Linked DNA regions of Sus scrofa: all the other regions are linked to region 5. The links are chromatin contacts, called in public HiChIP or PLAC-seq and promoter capture Hi-C maps. All regions are on one chromosome and are shown on one strand. The core of a region is the stretch at or near the end of the contact, and the rest is flanking DNA. Distances in the headings are between cores, read along the strand shown. Region 1 has its middle 38 kb from the start of MTURN. Region 2 holds the start of PLEKHA8 (pleckstrin homology domain-containing family A member 8). Region 3 holds the start of MTURN (maturin, neural progenitor differentiation regulator homolog). Region 4 has its middle 22 kb from the start of ZNRF2. Region 5 holds the start of GGCT (gamma-glutamylcyclotransferase).

The links. Promoter capture Hi-C pulls out the DNA fragments that hold promoters and counts their contacts. HiChIP or PLAC-seq counts read pairs in DNA pulled down with a chosen protein or histone mark.
Region 1: a contact with region 5 is called in a promoter capture Hi-C map of fetal liver, with 3 times the contacts expected there. The contact joins the enhancer-like site here to the promoter of GGCT in region 5. A contact is called at or near these places in 3 of 5 promoter capture datasets (fetal liver and liver), 5 of 47 Hi-C or Micro-C datasets (alveolar macrophages, embryonic fibroblasts, fetal heart ventricle and 2 more) and 1 of 2 datasets of contacts at active chromatin or transcription factors (skeletal muscle).
Region 2: a contact with region 5 is called in a promoter capture Hi-C map of liver, with 4 times the contacts expected there. The contact joins the promoter of PLEKHA8 here to the promoter of GGCT in region 5. A contact is called at or near these places in 1 of 5 promoter capture datasets (liver), 8 of 47 Hi-C or Micro-C datasets (alveolar macrophages, embryonic fibroblasts, heart right ventricle and 4 more) and 2 of 2 datasets of contacts at active chromatin or transcription factors (alveolar macrophages and skeletal muscle).
Region 3: a promoter capture Hi-C map of fetal liver shows a contact between it and region 5, with 3 times the contacts expected there. The contact joins the promoter of MTURN here to the promoter of GGCT in region 5. A contact is called at or near these places in 2 of 5 promoter capture datasets (fetal liver and liver) and 1 of 2 datasets of contacts at active chromatin or transcription factors (skeletal muscle).
Region 4: a contact with region 5 is called in an H3K27ac HiChIP or PLAC-seq map of alveolar macrophages. The contact joins the enhancer-like site here to the promoter of GGCT in region 5. A contact is called at or near these places in 1 of 5 promoter capture datasets (liver), 4 of 47 Hi-C or Micro-C datasets (embryonic fibroblasts, fetal heart ventricle, omental adipose tissue and 1 more) and 2 of 2 datasets of contacts at active chromatin or transcription factors (alveolar macrophages and skeletal muscle).

The regions. Positions count from the first base shown.
Region 1 is chr18:42,763,027-42,765,726 of Sscrofa11.1, reverse strand. No RefSeq gene overlaps it. Among named protein-coding and RNA genes, the nearest start is that of MTURN, 38 kb to the left of the region's middle. Within about 2 kb of position 1,331, at least 23 of the 83 cell types and tissues checked have an H3K27ac peak or open chromatin away from gene starts, as enhancers often do. A contact at or near this core is called in fetal liver and liver, where this site is marked.
Region 2 is chr18:42,899,841-42,902,540 of Sscrofa11.1, reverse strand. It overlaps PLEKHA8 (pleckstrin homology domain-containing family A member 8), which reads left to right and starts at 1,338. Exons shown (of 14, transcript XM_005673281.2): 1 at 1,338-1,797. The coding sequence starts at 1,758.
Region 3 is chr18:42,800,841-42,803,540 of Sscrofa11.1, reverse strand. MTURN (maturin, neural progenitor differentiation regulator homolog) reads left to right here and starts at 1,442. Exons shown (of 3, transcript NM_001244785.1): 1 at 1,442-1,820. The coding sequence starts at 1,659.
Region 4 is chr18:42,672,075-42,674,774 of Sscrofa11.1, reverse strand. No RefSeq gene overlaps it. Among named protein-coding and RNA genes, the nearest start is that of ZNRF2, 22 kb to the right of the region's middle. Within about 2 kb of position 1,339, at least 8 of the 83 cell types and tissues checked have an H3K27ac peak or open chromatin away from gene starts, as enhancers often do. A contact at or near this core is called in alveolar macrophages, where this site is marked.
Region 5 is chr18:42,409,459-42,412,213 of Sscrofa11.1, reverse strand. It overlaps GGCT (gamma-glutamylcyclotransferase), which reads right to left and starts at 1,480. Exons shown (of 3, transcript XM_003361377.3): 1 at 1,083-1,480. The coding sequence starts at 1,223.

The DNA of each region.
Region 1 (2,700 bases), core at 82-2,581, 350 kb before region 5:
ACGCGCGCGCACGCGCGCGCAAAGCAAAAGTTGAAATAAAGACCCCAGTCGAAACAGTGGATGCATATTAGCCCCCATGATAACATCCCTGGATACTTTTCTCCTCCCTTCCTACACATCCCTTCTTTTTGTAATAAAAAATACAAGATACAAGATTAAAAAAAAAACAAAAACAAAAACAGGAGTTCCCGTCATGGCGCAGCGGAAACGAATCCGACTAGGAACTGTGAGGTTGCGGGTTCAGTCTCTGGTCTTGCTCAGTAGGTTAAGGATCCAGTGTTGCCATGAGCTCTGGTATAGGTTGCAGATGTGGCTCGGATCTGGCGTTGCTGTGGCTGTGGTGTAGGCTGGCAGCTGCTGCTCCGATTTGACCCCTAGCCTGGGAACCTCCATATGCTGTGGGTGCGACCCTAAAAACAAACAATAAATAATAAACACAAAAACCTACAACAAAACGAGTATTTGGGATGCTTTGCTTGCTTAGGAAGGTAACACTTTCATTTCTTGTGGAAATGAGTCTCATTTCCATAGTGAAGTAAGGCCAGGTGGGACACCCCATTGTCCCGGTTTCATCGTGGACACGAATGCATGGAAATAAAGTCAGCAAAGCAGAACCCACTAGCCAGTGTGTGGACCCTGCACCAGGGCCGGAGCCAGCAGGGCTGCGTGTATGTGTGCGGGAGGGGCAGGCAGGGAGTTCCCAGTGCCCTCCTGCTGAATCAGGGTCAGGAGCAAACATTCCTCTCTGCCAGCCTGGCCTTCAAGAAACACATGCTGAAATAGCTGGCCCTCTGCCTTTCCTCTTAGTTCCACTGTGAGCAAATGCGAACTTTGAAATCCTTCCCTGACCTCCCTTTCCCCCTCGTTTGGAGCAGAAAACAATGAAATTTCTAAAACTCAGAGCAAGCCCTAAATAGGCAGCCCGAGACTAAGGTAGGCCTTTCCTCTTAGGCAACATTCTCCTTGTTTCCAGAAAAACATGGCCACAACGCAGGACGTAAAAACGAAGTTTGTCCTTAGGGATGTTTTTTAATTGGAAGCCTCTAGAGGTCAGCACCGCATAAAGAACCGGTTTGCTCTATGAGCGCGTGCTGGGCGGGCTCTCACCCGCTTCCTGGTGGAGCCTTTGGGAGAGGGGGGCTCGCCGACCCCTCCGAGTGGCATGGAAGGAGCGAACAGCCCGGCTGTGCAGAGGAGAGGAAAAGGGAGGGTCCTTTCTTTACGCATAAACCCTGGCATTAGACCCCAGTGGGTTTTCTTTCCTTCGCATCCATCTTTCTCTGCAGCTTCCACACCCCCGTGTGTACACAGTGTCAGCTCAATAAACACGACTTACTGACCGATCAGTGAAGCGTGGCCTTTGGCTCACTCTGGGAAGGGCTGGGGGATGCCAAAGAGGAGATGGATGGCACATTTCATCTTGCTTTGAGCAAGGTGAAAGGCTGCTCTGTGTTCTGAGGTGGCCGGGGCCTTTCTGATTATCGGCCAGCAGCCTTTGACAAGCCCTGCAACTTCCAACCAACTTGGGGGTGCTGGGGGACAGGGCAGGGACCACAGGTGTCTGCTTACAACTCAAATCAGGCTCCCTGTGGCCTGCACAGATTGGGGGTGGAGGGGGGGTTTGAGCATCTGTAGGACATCTGGCCAGAAGGGAGGTATTTGGGAGCCCCTGAAAATTGGTAGGCACTCCTGGGGGCTCCAGGACACAAGGTGCAGTAGGAACATGTAGTGATAGCCATTGGCGTCCCAGGCCACTGGAGGCCAGAGCCCAAACCAGAGGCAGACTTGGGAGTTCCCATTGGCTCCCAGAATTTCACCAGGGTTTCCTTTTTAGCCCACGAAGGATCAGGAGGGTCTTTCCTCCTCCTCTCTCCCCACTGCCCCTACTGTTCAGGTTTTTTATTGCTTCTGTCTACTGAGTTAGGCCCAACCCTCACCATAGTCGTGGGATGGACATTTGTCCTCTGCTGGGTGATTTGGCTGAGCCTGAAACCCACTCAGCGGAGACAGGATGTGGTGAAAAGGACAACAAGCATGTCACAAGCGTAACAGAAGCCCTGACTCCCCCATAAACATTTTAACAGTGGCTTGACAGCAGTCTCACTACTACCACTAGGTTTCAGAATGACGGTTTTTGATTCTGTTGAGTGTGGGCAAGGTCCAAGTTTACTCTGCTCCGCAGTGAAACAGCCCGATGAGGTTTCAGTCCTTTTGCCGTGAAGCACACAGTGCTGAGTGACTGTGTCCCAGCTGCATGTGCTGTTCCATGCACTGGTTTGTCTTAACACACGTTTATAAAGCCCTAAGCACCAGGCACTGTTCCAAGCCCCTACGACTCCTGCAATCCTCCCAACATAAGGTAGGTGTTATGACTCTTATCCCCCTTTTACAGATGAGGAAACTGAGGTCCAGAGACATTAAGTGACTTTCTTAAGATCTCACAGCTGGTAAATGTGGAGCTGGGATTCAAGCCAAGGCAGTGTGACTTCAGAGCCCCTTAGCCGCTCTGCTGTGAACAGTGTCATGGGGTTGGTCGTCCTTTTAGTGAGACCCCTGGTCCTTTTTGCTCAATATCACAGGGGCCCTCCCCTTAAACGTCCTGCCGTGAACGCTGCTAGTCTGCCTGGTTGCCCATACACAGGATGGAAAGAAGAAATCTCATTTCATTTCATCAGCTCTTCGCCTTGCCCGTGATCTGGC
Region 2 (2,700 bases), core at 89-2,588, 490 kb before region 5:
GTTGAGCGTCAAAAGCCGTTGAGCTCCGCCGTCAAACCAGGTATTGTGATGTATTGTGCATCACTGCATTATGTTACGGCTGCTAATAATTTATCATCTAAATGACCTTAGTGTAGAGAGTCAATAATAGCCTCTATCAAGAATAAGTGCAGACCATAGTTCCCGTTGTTGCTCAGCTAACTCGACATTATATCTGAGAGGATGCGGGTTGGGTCCCTGGCCACGCTCAGTAGGTTAAGGATCCAGCACTGCCACAAGCTGTGACATGGGTTGCAGATGCAGCTGGGATCTGGCGTTTCTGTGGCTGTGGCCAGGGAGCTTCCATATGCTGCAGGTGCGGCTCTAAAAAGAAAAACAAAACTCGAGAGAGAGTGCAGATCTCGGCCTTAAAGAAATAGTAATCACATTTACGAGTTACACAAGCTCAACTTAGTTTAAAATTTTTAGTTTTACATTGTTCTCATAATTTCAAAAGCAATACGTGTACATTGTAGTCGAGTTGGAAGAAACTGGAAAGCACTAGAATTCCCAGTTAAAAAACAGGAGCCACATTAAATTTGAATTCCAGATAAACGAGTTGATTGTTCTTTGTTTTTATTTGCTAAATCTGGCAGACTTTCACTAAAGAAAAAGAAAGAAAAAAGATTTCCTATGATACCACCATCCAGATATAATCCTCTGAACACCTTGTTGTATGCTTTTGTGACACATGCCTAAAACAATTAGGATCCTATTGTACACTGTTTCATAACCTGCTTTTCCACTGAGTCTACAGTTAACATTTTCCCTAGTCAAATATCCTTAGCACAGTGCTTTCTCACACTTTAATACGCATAGGAATCCCCTGGGAGTTCCTGGACCCATTCAAGAGTTCAATTCAGCAGTTTCTGGGCTTGGAGCGATATCCTGCAATTCCGGCAATCTCCTAGGTGAGGTCAATGCTGCAGTCGGTGGACCACACTTTCTGTAGCGGGGCCTTAGAGTTTAGAAAACGTCTGCTAACACTGCCACACACAACATTCATTCACCTCCTTCTGCCCTAATGGGCACCTCAATAGCCTTGAAGTGTGTGAGATCAATTAGCTTTGAAAAAAAGAATTAGACCTTGAGGACTAGAATCCAGGGAGCAGCCTAAGGGGTCCCGGTGATCCCAAACGTTAAGAGGTAGGTAGGATCCATCTACAGCACATTAACTTGGGACTTGCCCCAGTGGCCTCCCTCCTCTGTTCTCACCCTTTCCATAGTCCCTAGCCTGCGGGACTCCTTTTCCCCGCCGGCCTCTGCGGCTACGTCAGCGCGGCCGCCGCGGTTGCCGCTAAAGCCCGGAGTGGATTTTGGGAACGTGCGCGCAGGCGATGCACGGGGCATGCGCGAGCGGGCTCCGGGCCGGGTGGGTAGAGGCTTCAGGTGGCGCGCGGTGGCGCCGCCCGCGACCCGCCGCCCCGCTTGCGGCCCTGTGGTGGCCGCAGCCGCCCCTCGGCCTCACCCAGTGCTTTGGCCTCCTTGTGGACAGCGCGCCGGCCCCGCGGTGCGGGGCCACGGGTCGGCCGCGCCTTCACGTGTCCAGGCCGCCGCAGTGACCCCGCCCCCGGGCCCAGGATGTGAGGCCCGCGGGGCGTCCCCGCACCGGGCCCGGACGCCGGGAGTGGCCGGCTCGGCAACGCCGAGCGATGGCCCTGCTGCCGGTGCTCCTCGCCTCCTGGGGCCTGAGGCAGTGAGGGGGCCGGCGGGCGAGGGCTGAGGGGGCCGCGGGCGCCATGGAGGGGGTGCTGTACAAGTGGACCAACTATCTGAGCGGTGAGTGGGGGGCGCGCCAGATCCTTTGTCTGAGCCGGAGGAGGGCGGTGTCGCGACGCGCCTCCTGGGTCGGGGTCCCGGTCCCCAGCATTTCCCGCAGCAGTTTTGTCTCCCGTGCTTACAGACAGAGCCCCGCGTTGGGGCTGGGTGACAGCGCTAACGGCCCTTCGCAGTGAACGCTGCGAAGTCCTGAGATTTGGGGTGACTTGAAAGGCACGACGCCCTCACTGTCAGCGGGAGGGAGGCGCTGATTCCCGCAGTGGGGTCCTCTAGGAGTCTCTGGAATTCTGGCGGAGGAGCTGGTCTCGGAAGGTTTCCCATGAAGGTTTCCCATGAGTGCCGGCAGTAACCCGGCATTCCAGAGGGAAAGGTTCTTTTTCAAACCGAGTCCCCAGTGCCAAGTTTCCCTTGTCACCTGGAGAGTCATCTGCGTATCTGCGTCTGCGTGCAGAACAAGGTATCAGAGTTGTGTCTCAGCAGCTTCAAAGCTCCAGGTTTGGGGTTTTCTCACTGATGATGTTTTTGTTTTGTTTTGTTTTACAGACTCAGAAAGCACCATAGAAAGAATGCAAATATTAGCAAGTCTTTTCTGCCCTGCTGAGCAGAGTGGCTTAAAAATAGTACCCCGCCCCCTTTCCAGTTTGTGGAAGTACTTTCTTCCGATCTTGAGAAGGTCATAACTATTCTTCAGCTGTGACTATGATTCAGAAGGAGCATTTTCATAAATGAGTGTATAAATAAAAGCCTTCTGTGTGCTGGAAACTGTGCGAGGCACTTTTTTGAAATTAAACTTTTTATTATGGAAGAGGAGGTAGGCACTTAAGATTTTAATAGCAGTATATTTGAAATGAGAAATATTCCCAGTATCTCTTAGGGAGGTGGAGATATAATTTTCTCATCCTA
Region 3 (2,700 bases), core at 193-2,692, 390 kb before region 5:
GGCTATGCTATGAAATTTCACTGAATTAAATTGTTTTAGAGGAATTGGGAGATTACGAAGTCACGAAATTGTTACACAAGAGCATTAACTTCCAGGTAAGGACATTTCCATCAGGAAAAAGATCAGATAAAACACAATGCTTAGGATGCCTTCGGGCTAATCACTGTCCTGACCTCTTCCTCTACCAAAAGATTAAGTGGATTTTCTACTTTCACTATGGGAATGCAGCTTTGATTTTATGAAGAGAATTCAAGGAAAAAAGAACTCCTATCCCAGTTATTTGCAAGAGAAACAAGCTTCCAGAATCACATCTGTTCTAAGGATGGGTGTCATGAGCTTCCCTTAGCAAGCCTGCCAGCTCTTGGAGGGTGGAACTACATATTAGTCATATTTATATCTTAGGGCTAGCATGGCGCCTGGTTCAGAAGACACACTTTAAAGATGAAGTCTGATTGAATGTTTATAGAATGAATACTATTTAGCCTGTCTCTGCTAGTAGTCATGCAATTCCTGTGGGCCAGGACTCTGTCCAGTGCATTTTCTGCAATCCAGCAGTGCCTGTCTGGTGGTTCCTGGCAGCCAATGAGCGTTCAACAGGTGCAATCCTTGGGCCATATACTTCTGTACTTTTGTGAAATGTACTTTTTTCCTTCCCAAACTAGCAGTTGATGATTTTAGGTTATACAGGATGAATTGAAGGTGACTAATATTCAAGCTAGTCTTAGAAAGCTTATTTCTAAGAAATATTCAGCTTTATGTTAACACCCCCCCATCCCCAATCCAAAAACTTTCATCTTCCTTTCCAAATGGACATTCATTTCGGTGTCTAGTAAACATATTTATGGGAAACATTTATTTACATCAATCAGAGGACAGAGCTGTGATTTCTGAAAAAGAGAAGCTCCATTTTCCTTAGGTTTTCTCAGTTCCTTCATTGCTAGTCTGAGGGTATAAGTTGTCTGCAGTTTTTTGAGCTTCCCCTGCATTTAAGTCGCATCAGGGAAAACCTTTCCCGGCCTTGTATGTCCAGAGAAACACGATCCAGATAACTCTGCTTCACTGTTACCTGGGAGCTGGGGATTTCGGGGCCGCGCTGTGACGTCACCGGGCTCGCAGGCCGCGGCGCGGGTCTCAGGCTCCGGTGATTGGCTGGGGCCCATGACGTCACGGGCCGGGGCGGCCCCGGGTTCGCGAGGGCCTGGGGATGCTCCGGGTTCCCTTTTAAAAAGGAGGGTTGGGACCGGGGGAGCCCGCGGAGCGCGGGGCCCCTCCCGCCGCGCCGGGTCCCGCCCCGCCCCGTCCCGCCCCGCCGTGCCCGCAGTCCACCTTTCCGGGCCTGGCCGCGCCAGCCTCGGGGGCGGCCCTAAAAGGGGGCGGGCGGGGAGGTGGAGCGAGGAGTCGTCGGGCGCGGCGCCGAGCCGTCCCTGGTCGCCGCCCACCCAGTTACACACAGCATGTAAACAGTCCCCGCCGGGAGGAGCCCCGGGAGCGGAGGGAACCCGCGCCGCCCGGCCCCGCCGCCTGCCCCACAGCCCGAGGAGCCGCGCGCTGCCCGCCCGGGAGGAGGGCGCCCGAGAAGAGGAGGGCGGGCGGCGGAGGGAGCGGGAGGCGGGTGGCGCGCGAGGAGGCTGAGGGAGCGGCGGGCGCGGCGGGCCAGGATGGATTTCCAGCAGCTGGCTGACGTTGCGGAGAAATGGTGCTCCAACACGCCCTTCGAGCTCATCGCCACCGAAGAGACCGAGCGCAGGATGGATTTCTACGCAGACCCCGGCGTCTCCTTCTACGTGCTGTGTCCGGATAACGGCTGCGGGGACAATTTTGTGAGTGCCTGGGGGAGGGACCGCCGCAGCGCGCGGGAGTGTGGACGCGCGGCCGCTTCCCTGCACCCGAGCTCGGGCTGGCGGGGGAGGTGGTGGGGCGCGAGGGGGCGGGGGGGGGCGTAACCAGCTGGCCGCCGCTCACACCGCAGCTCCGCGCTCCTCCCGGGGAGTCCCTGGGCTCTGCGCTTTGGGGTCAGCGTTCCGGGTGGGGCCGGTAGGCGGCCAGCAGGGGCGTCCTTAGGGTCGGGAGAGCTGAGCTAGGACGGGCTGTTTCGGGGACGCGACCTCGGGGCTCGATCGCGGTCCTCGCTTTGGAGCATCTCCGGAGGGGTCTCGGCCTCGCACCAGTCCGGGCCCGGGCGCACGGGCCCTCCCCTCTCGCAGGATCTGGGATCTGGAGCTTCCTCCACCCGGGCGTCCCGTTTGGGTGAGGAATCCTGTTACCCTTCCAAGGAGCAGGCACAACTCCTTGAGTTGTCCCCGCCCGAGAGAATCCCCGTCGCCGTCCCTGCCCCCCGCCCTGCATTTTATTTCCTGCGCTGTTTGGACACAAAGCCTCTGTCCACACTAGCGATGCCCCATCTCCTGGACCTTCTTTGCGGAATTACACCCGGATCTTAAAAACGCACGCGCGCGTGCGCGCGCGCGCGCGCGCGCACACACACACACACAGGCACGCCTATCCCCCATTCCTTCTGTGCTTCCATTGCTCCTCTGTGAGCATCATACGAGGTGTGTGGGCCCCAGCGGTTCTGTCCGGCCGAGGCGGCGGCCGAGGCTCTGCCAAAACCCTTTGGTTTTTCCTGATGAGGGAGAATTCCCCCTCCCCTCCTCAGTGCCCCCCCGCCCCGCCCGCCCGCCCGGGGCTCGCGGGGCCCCG
Region 4 (2,700 bases), core at 90-2,589, 260 kb before region 5:
GTAGAACTGGAGATATTTTTGCAGCCACTTTTGGAAAACAAGGTCTGTCGCAAGCATATAGGGTTAATAAATGAAAGGGGACTGAGTAACCTGGTTGCTAAAGCTGTGGCTTCGGGGCCCTGAGTGACCCAAAGTTTCAGAGGGACCTTCTAGACACCACGGGACCGTCTGTTCTTTTCTGGGGTCTCATGATGGCAGACCTGAATAAACTTCCATTATCTAATGGAAACTACTTAAGGTAACCTTAGCAAATCTTCTATCCTTGCAAGCAAAAGTGGAAAAAAGAAGCAAAAAGGGCAACAAATCCAGCTATCCAGAGACATTTAAGGTTTCAATTATAGAAAGAAAAATTAATGGAAGGAAGACTAGAAATAAATGTGTTGAGATGTTAACAGTAGTTGCATCTGAGTGGTAGTTTTTTAGGTGATTTGATTTATCCCTTTATGCTTATTTAAAAAACGCTAAAGACCAAAAAGCACTGAAAAACTTAATTTACAAAAGAAATAAGATTCCTCACATGTGTAAGTTCACACGCACACACACACGCACACACTCTACTACCACCTCATACAAATCTATTCATCAGAGGTTCTTTTACTAACCTTCCATAGAGTCTGTGACTTTCCCCCATTCAAAACTGAAACCTGTGGAGTTCCCTTTGTGGCTCAGTGGTTAATGAACCCAACTAGGAACCATGAGGATGCAGGTTCGATCCCCAGCCTCACTCCGTGGGTTAAGGATCCAGAGTTGCCGTGAGCTGCAGCATAGGTTACAGATTTGGCTTGGATCCTGCATTGCTGTGGCTGTGGTATAGGCTAGCAGTTGTAGCTCTGATTCGACCCCTAGCCTGGGAACTTCCATATGCCATGGGTGCGTTCCTAAAAAAGAAAAGAAAAAAACCAAACAACCAAACTAAAAAAAAAAAACCCTGAAATCTGTTCTCTCTATCCTCAATATCCACTTTTAGGTATATTTCCAAGGCTGTGTAAGCTGTATGTTTGCTGAGAAGTTCAAAGCATTCTAGGTACTTTAATGGTCAAAATGGCTGGGGGGAACGGCGTGGGCTCAGCAGACATAAAGGGTCTGTGACACTTGTCTTTCCCTGTACAGTCTCAGGAGGCCTGCTACTTCCTAGTGAGGCATTGCTTTAAGATTTGCCCTATTTTCATCTCTGTGAGGAAGTCTCAGACAAACAAGGTCATATCTTGGATGCAGCCCTGTTAGCACATTCTCTTCCCTCATTTATTTTGACAAGAATTAATCTTTTCTGTGCAGTACACAAACTGTCCTGATGTGGGTAGTTGGACAATAGAAGAAGTGGTAGCAGCATCTCTGCAGAGTCATCTAGTGTCACGTGTTCTTTCTGAACGTACCTTCTAATGGATCACATAAGCACAAAGGGAAGGCAGCAATTAATTTTTCTTTGGTCACTGCCCTTACTGAAGAAGCTTCACCCGTGAGGTCTATGCCTGCTGGCACAGGACAAGAGCCAGCCCTGCCAGGAAGAAGAGTCCCTTAGCAAGATCATGTTTGTGTGGCAGAAAAGTGAGATTTGGTTCTAAGATATTTTAGTTCTTTTGAAGTCCTTGGGGGAAACTCAGGAAATAAAGAGTTGTAACTTCAGCTACAATTCAACAGACATAGAATGTAGAATTGCAACTAATGGTTCTAGGCTCTGAGGAGGCAACACTCTTTAAGACACAATTTGTACACCCGGAGAGCTCATTGTAGTGGGGGAGACAGAGACAAAGAAATGAAAGCTGTGTGATAAATACTGAAAGTGTGTACGAGGGATGGAGATGCCACAGAGGAGGAAGTGATGAATTCTGGAGAGTTCAGGAAGGCTTTCCGAAGGAAGTGGTGGCTGCGATTTAGAAGGATGGTAGGAGTTAGCTCTGCAAACAAGGTGGAGAAAGGGAGGTTATTTCAGACAGAAAAAACACTATCTGCAAAGGCACAGATAGCCCATCTGTACAGGGAAGGCGGTGAGACCCAGAGTTAAGGTAAACTGGAAGGAAATTGTGAGGTCAAGAGCCTGAAGATATTAATGAAGTCTTCTTAAAAATCGAGATATGATTCACAAACATAAAATTTGCCCTTTTAAGATATCCTTAAAAGTGGTTTGGAGTATATTCCCAGGGTCGTGTAACCATCACCACTACATAGTTCTGGAACATTTCATCCCCCCAAACCCTCTATTCATTAGCAATTGCTCTGCTTTCCCCTCCTACTGGGTTGCTTTTGGAAAACACTAAGTTGCTTTCTGTTTCTATGGATTTACTTAGTCTGGACACTTCTCTTTCTCTCTCTCTCTCTTTTTTAATGTTTTCCATTATAGCTGGTTTACAGTGTTCTGTCAATTTTCTACTGTACAGCAAGGTGACCCAGTCACACACACGTATACATTCTTTTTTGTCACATTACCATGCTCCATCATAAGTGACTAGATATAGTTCCCAGTGCTATACAGCAGGATCTCATTGCTTATCCATTCCAAAGGCAAGAGTTTGCATCTATTAACCCCAAGTTCCCAGTCCATCCCACTCCCTCCCCATCCCTCCTGGCAACCACAAGTCTATTCTCCAAGTCCATGATCTTCTTTTCCGTGCAAAGATTCATTTGTGCCATATATTAGAATCCAGATATAAGTGATATCATATATGGAGTTCTCGTCGTGGCTCAGTGGTTAACGAATCCGAC
Region 5 (2,755 bases), core at 231-2,730:
GCTGGCGACCTGGACAGCAGTAACTTCACTCTGGTGGTTTCAGGAACTGTGAGGTGTAGTGACAGTGGCAGACAGGGTCCCAAGCAAGTGATGGAAGACGCAGTGTCCATGGCTACCAAGGTCAGCGGCCACACAACAGTGGCCTTCTGGGCTGGTTCTGTCTGTGATACTGGCTCTATTACAGGCTCGCTTTATGCCTGCCTATTTTGTCAGCTTTGTGATCCTATCTTCCTGGTCATTCTGTGAGCTGTACAACGGCCTTACAACATATGCTTTTTCTGCTTAAATCAGCCACTCTGTTCCTTCCAGCTAAGAACCCTGACAACCATAGCAGAGGCCATATTTATCCCACTCGACAATGTCAAAAGGCTTTGTAGGCAATTTGTTTGCATGTCTCTCCTATAGACTGGAAGGTCCTGAAAGCAGCCAACTTTACTTAATCACCTTCCTATCTCCAGGTAAGTGCTGGGAGAATAAACACTAAGTGAATGGATGGACTGTGCTGATAGCACTGATTCTTACCAAGGCTCACCCAACCACGTGACTTAACTGAGCACAGCCCTTACTACGAATAAGACGCTGCTCCAGCTTTCAGAACTTCTCAGACCGGGAGCAGGCAAGTGGATTTTTACAAAACCAGGTGACAAGTCCTGGAGCAAAGGCAGGTAAAGAACAGAAAACAAGAGATTCCCTGACCTGAGTCAGAGAAGGCTTCTTAGAAGGACCAACCAAATGGATTTGGTGATGATGCCAGGTCAGTGGCCAAGAGAGAGGAGGCGGGATCTGGGGAGAACTAGCAACTAGTGGGAATAACAGGAGCAGGAGCTCAGGGCAGGCTAGGAGGCGCAGGTGCAGAGTAGCAGAGCTCAGCAGGGTCAAGCATAGGGCCATAGGGCCGAAGGCGAGGGGGGGCCGGCCTGGGTTGTGCAGGGAGCAAGGTGCTCTTAGCAAGAAGAGCAGCATTCCTGGCCTAGGCCTGCATTCCTAGGAGGCCTTGAGAGAGCATCTGCTCAAATTTTGGCTCCCTCGACTGCAGAGGGGCACAGGACGTTGCAGGGGCTGGGCAGGAAGCACTGACTGACCTGCAAACGGGCCACACAATAGAACTCGGCGGAGGGGTTTCGGAGGTGAATCCGCTCCATCAGCAGATTGCTGCCATAGGCGAAGTAGAGAAAACTCTCCTCTTCCTGGCCTCCGCGGTCCTCGCCGCCGGAGTTTGCCATGTCCCACCAGACGCCTGCACGGACCTGGGTCGGCAGCGGGAATGTGTGGAGAGAACTACGAGCACAGCTCGGTGGCCGATGACCCCAGTCCAAGGACCGCGCCGGCTCGCCGCAGCCAGAGGTTAAGGGAAAGGCGGGAAGCGGGGGTCGGGCAAGTCGCCTGAGAGCACCCTTCTGATTGGCTTCCAATACGCAACGCTGTGAGCCGATCCCTCTGATTGGCTAGCCCGCCTCCTCTACGCTCTCGAGGGGATTCTGTAAGGTTCTGCGCTGAGACTAGCCGGAGCTGATTCTTCACCCGATACCCTCCCCTGTTGTCCCGCCCCCGTGCTCAAGGCTCCCTCTCTGATTGGCAAGTGGGCGGGCACTACGCGGGGGCGGGTCAGGTCCTGTGAGCTCCGTTTGCGGGGGCGTGGCGCGCGGGTCCCAGCCAGGTTTTCTCAGTGTTCGGCTGTCCTAGTGTGGTTTTCGACAGATGTGAAACTAAACGCCGGCTCTGGCAAACGCAGGTCCTTCACTCTGCAGTTTGCTTCTATCCCGCCCTCCAGGTTTGGAGGAGTCAGGACCGGCGTGTTCACCGCAGACGCTGGTTCTTGCACCCCCAGGCCTTATCCTCTCCCTGATACTTTTTCTGAGGACCTCAGGCTTCCTGGAAAATCTCCTCTGAGTGTCAGGGGCTCCCTTCTTTGATGGAACCAGCATGCCAGCTTCAAATCCTGGAGCTGCTGTTTGTTGGACATGTAACCTCAGACACATCTCAAGTCCCCGGTTCCTCCTTTTATTTTATTTTATCATTATTATTATTATTATTTATTTAATTTTTTTTTTTTTTTTTTTTTTTTTTTTTTTTTGCCTTTTCTAGGGCCCCTCCCGCGGCATATGGAGTTCCCAGGCTAGGTGTTCTGCAACCTACACCACAGCTCACGGCAACGCTGGATGGTTAACCCACTGAGCAAGTCCAGGGATGGAACCCACAAGCTCATGGGTCCTAGTCGGATTCGTTAACCACTGCGCCACGATAGGAACTCCCCCATTTCCTCCTTTTAAAAGAAAGATCATGTTATAATCACAAGTTATATAACATAAAGTATGATCCCATGTCTCATATGGGATCGTATATGGGCTGTTATAAATATTTTTGAGTACTTTTGTTAATGTTACTAGGTGCAAAAGCTCCAGTGTAAAAATATAGAAATTAATAACAATGACATTAAAAGCCTGTATTGTTAACTTTGAGATGGAAATATTAATATGAACTCAGGGCCTAGAAGCATTAACTATCCTTGGCACCCAGACTTTGATCTCTAAATACTACTTCCCACTAAAAGGTACCCAGGGCCCTTGGAGAAATGGCTGATGCCAGGTCAAGAGCTGGGAAATAATAGAAACACTTGGAACATCTTGTAAAGGAAAGTCAGGAGGTATTAAAAAATGAGGTCATGGAGGTCCCGTCGTGGCACAGCGGAAACGAATCCAACTAGGAACCATGAGGTTGTGGGTTCCATTCCTGGCCTTGCTCAGTGGGTTGAGTA